2 separate regions of the Mus musculus genome follow, and region 2 is linked to region 1. Evidence: chromatin contacts called from public Hi-C data. All regions are on one chromosome and are shown on one strand. The core of a region is the stretch at or near the end of the contact, and the rest is flanking DNA. Distances in the headings are between cores, read along the strand shown. Region 1 has its middle 13 kb from the start of Gm29856. Region 2 overlaps Gm30013 (a long non-coding RNA gene).

The links. Hi-C and Micro-C count contacts between places; a contact is called where the count stands out from the background.
Region 2: a contact with region 1 is called in a Hi-C map of cerebral cortex, with 6 times the contacts expected there. The contact joins two enhancer-like sites. A contact is called at or near these places in 15 of 484 Hi-C or Micro-C datasets (Sertoli cells, bone marrow-derived dendritic cells, brain and 9 more), 4 of 115 datasets of contacts at active chromatin or transcription factors (embryonic forebrain, forebrain, kidney and 1 more) and 1 of 9 other capture datasets (embryonic stem cells).

The regions. Positions count from the first base shown.
Region 1 is chr1:177,467,163-177,470,864 of GRCm38.p6, forward strand. No RefSeq gene overlaps it. Among named protein-coding and RNA genes, the nearest start is that of Gm29856, 13 kb to the left of the region's middle. Within about 2 kb of position 1,524, at least 72 of the 459 cell types and tissues checked have an H3K27ac peak or open chromatin away from gene starts, as enhancers often do. A contact at or near this core is called in cerebellar granule neurons and cerebral cortex, where this site is marked.
Region 2 is chr1:177,571,647-177,575,443 of GRCm38.p6, forward strand. All of the region lies in intron 2 of Gm30013 (a long non-coding RNA gene), which reads left to right. Among named protein-coding and RNA genes, the nearest start is that of Gm51282, 6.0 kb to the right of the region's middle. Within about 2 kb of position 1,870, at least 26 of the 459 cell types and tissues checked have an H3K27ac peak or open chromatin away from gene starts, as enhancers often do. A contact at or near this core is called in cerebellar granule neurons and cerebral cortex, where this site is marked.

The DNA of each region.
Region 1 (3,702 bases), core at 274-2,773:
ATGAGCAGGGTGTGTATGGGTCTAGGGTTTGGCACCTCGTGAGTATCCAGATGTGCCAGCTCTTCCTCTTGCTTGGCCTCACCCCTTTCCGGCTGGTACTTCCCCTGGGCTCAGCTGTGCCTGTCAGCTTTTACTTCTCTTTGCCACTCCACCTGCGGCTTCTGTCCCCAGGGATCTGTCCTTAGAGGGACCCTCTCCACTGACCTGGAACATTCAGTCGACGTCTTTTCCTGGTGCCTGAGGACCAGCATAGCTGCTGTAAAGGCAATGAGCTATGAGGTGGGTGGGCCGAGGGCCTGAACCTCGAGTGCTTGCTTAGCTGATCTCTGTGGTGGTAGCTCTCTCTCTCTCTTACATCACTTACCCAGCAAACGTTCTGAGAAAGCTGGCATCGCCTGGCTCGAGAAAACCCAAGCTGAACTGTCCTTTCCTCTTGGTGTGTCTTGCTCACTCTGCTTTGCAGCCCACTCCCCCTTGGCAACAGATCCCTCCTCCCCCTACACTGGGTTCATGCCCCTACTGTACAGTTCTTAACGGCCTGACTTTCCCCCAGAGCCTCACAAATACCCTAACCCATAGTATGAGTGGTGACTGATGCTGAATCTAGAAGAAGCCTGGTACCAGTTTCTTTTGCCTCGATTTGATGACCCAGAAATTCAGATTTGAATGACTAAAGAGGGTCACCTTTGAAAGCCACAAATCGGGGTTTCAACTTAGTCAAATTTCAGGCTCAGATAAGGGATGAGAAGTGACTGATCTACAGTCACACAACTGGGTTGTAGTATGGATTTGAGATTTGGTTTTGGTTTTTGTTGTTGTTTTGTTTTGTTTCCTAATGTGCTTCCTGCCTCTTGGTGCTACTCAGAGTGGTAAACGAGATGGCTATGCCCCACATCGTCCATGGATCAGGGATCCACTGAGGCCACTGAGACCATCCTGTGTTTGATGGAGAAAACTACCATCAATTATTCTGACTATGCATATGCTCTGGAGTACCCAAAGCTTGTCCGTGCCTTCTAACAGAAGCTAGGCTCCCATCTAGACAAATCCTGGCCAGCAAACTCAGCCTTACTGCATCTCCTTTTTGTGTTTAGGACTCAGTTTACATTTAATTGATGTTCAACACATTGTGAGCTGGGGTGTGTGTGTGTGGGGGGGGGGTTGCTTGCTTTCTATGGCAATGTAGATTTGAGGTTCATGGGGCAGGTTCCAATCTGAGAAAGAGTCAGCCTCTTCCATGCTGGAGTCTTTCTGGTATGTGTATCACGCTCTGTGTATTTCCCACTGACTTGGTTGTTCTCGGAAGCACAAACTTAACAGAGGTCTCAGGGAGGTGGGTTTAGGAAGGTCTGGTGGTGGGGCTCAGACATCATCCATGTAGTCCCCCAATCTCCGGGAGGCCGCTCACAGGCCTAGCTTCTGAAGCAGAACCCTTCCATCCCTCCATCCCCCTTTCTTGGAATTGAGGGGGAGGTGAGAAGGGGCTTGGCTCCATGCCTGGCACACAGCGATCCTCCAGGAAGGTGCCAGCTATTACTACAGCTACTGTTGGTATTACTGTCACAGCTTCCACACCTTCCACACCACCCACAGGCTGCTTCCTGCCAGCATCCCGACCTGGAGGGAAGGGAGAGAGGTGGAAGATAGGAACCATAGAGTGTGGAGGTCAGTGCTTTCCCAGGCTTGGCCTGGAGAGACATTCTGCTGCCCTTGCCAGCCTCCCGTGCTCCCTCTGTATGGTCATTCCTAAATGCCATGGCGTTCACTGCCTGTAACACACGTGTCTGTTCTCGTTCCCATTGAGACCACTGCGACCTATTGTGAATTGGGCATTTGATAGTGACGCTCACATTCTCACATCAACCGCAGGAAGCTGGTGTCTCCCACAAACTGTGATACAGAAGAATCAAGAGTCCAAGGGTGAAGTAGTGTGCCCAAGGTCAAAACCAGTTGATGGGCTGAGCCCCGCCTATCTCCAAAGCTGGCACTGCAGCTGCCTGCTTAGAAACCCCTGCTGGCTGTCACCAGCCACAGTTACCAACACTTGGTCATCGTTAGGGGTGGCAGGTGATTTTCCCTTTACAATTCTTAGATTCTGGGCTTTCCAATTACTCTCCGAAGGAGCCTGCTACATTTGTGTAAGTGAAATAGCATTGGTGGTCACTAACGGTGCACTGGCTATATGTCATCTCATCTATACCTTGTGCAACCTTTGTTTTTCTTCCTCTCTGTTTTTCCTTCCCACTCCCCTTCCCCTCTCTTTCTCTCTCATTTCCCTCCATTTATTTTGTCTGTCTGTCTATCTATCTATCTATCTATCTATCTATCTATCTATCTATCTACCTGAGACGGGATGTTGCTATGTAGCCCTGGTTGGCCTAGAACTTGTGGCTTTCTCCTGCTTCTGATTTTATAATCCAGCCCCATTTCCTGTCCTCTTTCTGCTTCCCGACTGCCTAGGAAAGACAGCCAGGCAGCTTTCTGCTCCTGCTGCCATCCTTTGTCCACCATATTGGAATGTATTCCCTTGAACTGTGAGCCTGAATATGGCCATCTTTCCTCAGGACAGTTTATCATAGCACCAGGAAGAGACAGGGAGGGCTCATGTACAGAAAAGCAGCCCATGTCTATACTGGATTCCATGAAATCTTTATGAGTGAGACTTAGTAGGAAGAAGTTAGGACGGTGTGGATGTGACCTTGAAGGGGATCATGGGACCCTAGCTCCTTTCCTGGTTCTCAAACTGTTTCACAGTTACTTGCTGTACCCAGCATTCCCTTTTTGGTGTGCTGCCCCACCACAGACCCTGGGGACAATTGGACCATAGAGTGGAGATTCCAAAACTGTGAGCTACAACAAACAAACACAAACAAACAACAACAAACCCCCTTCTCTCACAGAAGCTGCTTACCCCAGGGTTCTTGTTGCAGGGACAGAAGTTGGAAAGGGACTCCCCCTTTCTGTGTGTGTCTTCCTTTCTGCATTTCATGGCCTGCACAGCCCTGACCTCTTTCTTGTGCGTGACTTTGTTCCACTTTCAAGTGCAGAGGTGTGTCCTGATCATGTGGGGTCTGGAGGTTACTAGCCTGGAGTCTTGTAAACACTGAGCATTCCCTGGTTTGCTGAAGGAACGGGTGGGTGGATGAGTCATTTTGTAAAGAAGGAAGTCCATCCTTGGGAGACGGCTTGGGACTCCACCTAACTGAGTTTTCCAGTGGGGGCTGTTCATTCTTAGTCCTTCACTGGTGGCAGCCAACAGAAAGGCAGGAAGGATGCACATCTGGCTGGGGAAGCAGAGATCAGCTGGGGCGGTGGGAAACCTTAAGACAAGTGACCAGAGGATTTCTGCCTGAGCTAGCTATGATGAGTCACCAGGCACCCAAACTAGAAGAGCTGTCCACGGCAATCCAGGAGGATATATATGTCTGACGACGGTGGCAGGTAACAGCGGCGGAGTTCTCACCGCATTCTTTTGGAATACGTTGCTGCTTGGAGAGCACTCACTTCACAGTCATAATCTCCGGGGAGGGAGGGGGACAATGTACCTCTCTGCTTGCTTCTCCAAGGGCTATTATAAGGACTAAATGCAAACCAATAGTGTAAAAATGCTTTGTAAACCATATGTTGCACATTGAGATTGTAGGTTATTGTTACTATTATCACCATTTTGGATCCATTCCTCTTCATTCCCTTCTAGAACTC
Region 2 (3,797 bases), core at 620-3,119, 100 kb after region 1:
ACAAAAAAAAGTTCACATATTAAAGATGTTTACCATGATGTTTGGATACACTTAAGAGATTCTATCAACAAGCTGATTGACATATACGTCACCTTACACGTTACTCTGTGTGTGTGTGTGTGTGTGTGTGTGTGTGTGTGCGCGCGCGCGCGCGCGTGTTTGCACATGTATGTGCAGGTGCCAGAAGAGTCCAGAAGAGAGTGTCAGATCCCCCATGACTGGAGTTACAGGCCTTCCAGTATAGTTTCTGAGATCTGAACTGAGTCCTCTGCAAGACTAGCCAGCGCTCTCAACCAAGCCATCTCCTCAGCTTCTGCAGCTTTCTTTGAGATAGTAATTTTATTTCCTTTGGATAGATGCCCAGAAGTGGGCCCAAATCCGTCTTGAATGGCTCTCCACCTCCACTACAATGTTCTGCATGTTACAGTTTTATTTTCCTAATAGCACTCTTTCCGTCTACAGTGATCTCGGGAGTCAATTTCATAGCATCCTTCCTCTAATAGAAAATAAACACCACGAGAGCAGGACTTGGTGTTTGACAAAATAGCAGGTATTCAATCATAAGCTACCGATAAAAAAGTCAATGAGAGGAACACACTCAGGAGACACCACAAAATGTTTACATCTTCAGAACAAGAGTAAAATATATGTTAATTAAAATAGTGGTATTGTGTATGTGCAAATCAGAGATTTGTTGCTTTTTTTCCTTCATTTTATGGGTATGGTGATTTGTTTGCATGCATATCTGTGTACCATGTGCTCACAGAGGCCAAAAGAATGCATCAGATGCTCTGGGACTGGAGTTACAGATGGTTGTGAGCCACCTTGTACACACTGGGAATTGACCCCAGGTCCTCTGCAAGAGCAGCTAGTGCTCTTAATTCTGCCTCAAGCAGACTTGGAGGTTTTTGTTGCTGTTGTTGTTTGTTGGATTTTTTTGTTTTATTTTGGTTTGGTTTTAGTGGATCTGGGTGATAAGTAGCATGGATGGTACTAGGAGTGTTTCTTTCTTTTGTTGGTGGGGTGCTATGATTTGGGTGTCTTTGGGTTTTGTTGTTTTTATGAGATGGAATCTAGTGTGCTATGTTGCCCGGGGTGGCCTTGAACTCCCTAACATTCGTCTGCTCCCCAATTCCTGGTATCACAGGACTGCACCATCAAGCTGGAGAGAGCATTTCAAAATTCTAAGAAACCCGGAAACTCTTGCCCTAGAGGCCACAGTCTTGGCAAAAGCTAGTAGAGTGCTCCATCTTCCATGTATGTGCTTAGCTCAGACTAAATTAAGACTTAATGTGCACCGTTTTTTCTTGTCATAGTGTAGTTCCATACTCAGGTGAACAATAACACAGTAGAAGAGAGCAGAGCACAGAGGACCTCCGCCATGGTCCTTGTGTCCTCGGGGTCTGGTTCCATTAAAACCACAAAAGAAACAGGAGGCTTTCTCCATCTGAGGATGGCTGAGCTCCCCGGTTCTGTTTTTCCAGTAAGCACGCAGCCCCATCCTAAGGGAGGGAGGGATCGAGGGAGGGAGGGAGGGAGGGAGGGAAGGAGGGAGGGACAGGAATACAAATCCATCCTCCTTCAGAGCTCTGTGGAATCGAAAGAAGCTCAAGGGACGATGCTCGCCCACGCGTGGACTTGTCTTCAGCGTGTGGTGTCTCCTGCCTAAACGCACACTGACCTCTGCCTCTTCAAAGGCAAAACTTGATCCATTAATGTTCTCCTGTGTTGGTTTCATAAAACATTTGGATGGGCCCTTCTTCACAAATGAATAAAAATGAGTAAAGTCCTCAGAATAAAAGGAACGCCAGGACTGGCTTCCAGAAGCACGAGGCAACCCAGAGCGCCCATCTGCAGCCAAACCCTGCAACAGACCCAGACACAGCTTAGAGGCTGGCAACAAGTCTGCCTGCGGGTTCTGCCAAGGAGCCAGATGCTGTTGCTTCCAAAGCTTGGCATCGGGGCCCCTGATTGCCATCCAACAAAGAGGAAAAATAGGAGTGATATAATGTGGTGGGCTAAAACACATCCCACCTCAACCTTTTTTATTACTCACTGAAAAAAAATATGGAAGATATTTATGGGAAAGTACCAATGTTTTTGGAAATATTGAACATACATTAGCTACAACACCATTTTTGCCAAATGGGAAATATATTTAAATTATGCAGGCTGCGTCTGTCTAAAAATAAATTGTCATCTTTTCTGATCAATGTATATGTCCAGGATATGGAAATGACTCTGCTAATTGAGGATGCTGTCAACCAGTGCACTTGTAAGTTACCAAGAAGTTGTGAAGATGTCTGTCTGTGGATGAGCATAAAATAGCAATTAATGTTGTTGTAATATAGAGCAAGTTTGAGAAGGACCCATCCAACGAAGGTGGAGTGTTGAGTTTCATGGTTATATAAAGAATTAGGAGCTATGTTGGGTTGGATGAGATAAGATGTTTACGAAAAAGTATAATGTGGAATGTGGTGGAGGATGGTGTTTGCCAAGGCTCCGGGGTAGTATTAATAACCCACTCTATATGACAAAGTGCTGCTAGGCACCGAAAGTTCACTGTCGCTCACCGTCTGGGGCTGAGATGAGCAAGGGCATGTCACTTTGGACATCACTGGGGATGGTTCTATTGTCTCCAGAGTGGCTCAGAAGTCTACACCCAAAAATTGGAAAAAAAAAAAAATAAGATGCAGGATAGTGCTGTCCTTGCCCAGTGAGATGCTGGGAGTCACGTAGACCACTCTGCTCTCCCGTTCCCCTGGATTCACGTTCACCTCAACTCCTGCCCTCAAAGTCACCACAGGGCACAGCAGTGCCACGGGAGCTGGTTCCAGGACGCTTGAGCTCAACTACATACTGCCTCGGCACACCAGCACAGGCAAATCTGTCATCTCAGCTCACTGACAGGCATTTGAAACTAGAGGACAATCTGTGAGCGAAACAAGGAGACAGAGAGGACACCAGGTTAAGCCAGGGTTGGGTGGGAACCAGTAAAGCTTTGCTCAAGGTGGGACCCCAGAAGAGAAAAGGCCCTGCACTGCTCCATCAAGCTAGGACACTGAATTTCTATCTAAACAAAACATGAATCTAGGGGAAAAAAACACTTTTTTTTTAATTTTAAAAATTTAAACATATGTATGTAACATGCAATTGCAGCCTTTTGGAAGTTACCAGCTAAATGTGAGTCATTGCAACTCAAATGTTAATTTTTACTGGCTGTGCTGTCACACGCCTGAAATCCTAGCAGTTTCAAGACTGAGGTAGGGTGAGGTGGTTGAGGCCAGCCTAGGGTACATAGCAAATTCTAGACCAACCTCGGTTGCATAGTAAGTCTCTGTTTCAAAGGAGAAAAAAGAAAATAAATGGTCAAATTAATTTTAAATCCAAGATCCTTGGATTGTTTATATAAAGAAATAATAATAGTTCTCATTAAATACAAAGATTATTCCAAAGAGAAGTGATACGCTGTCATTTTTTTTTAATAATTAAAGTTATTTACTTTCTATAGAAACCACCCTTTACAGAAAGGAACAGGCTTCAAAGAAATGGGGTATTTTCCCATAGAACCTCCTCATGTCCTCTTGTTCCCATCCATTGCAGGGAGCATGGTCACACTGGGGGGCAGACTGCAAAGATCTAGTTTGATGGCTGGCCCTGCTTTGGGAACAGATAGATCTCTCCAGAGGCCAGCACTGGCCTACAGAAAGCCTGCAGGCCCTCTGTGTCTGACGGAGAGCTATTGAGCAGACTCCTGAGTGTCAGGTCTCAAGAGAGGACACGGGCAGGGCCTCCTC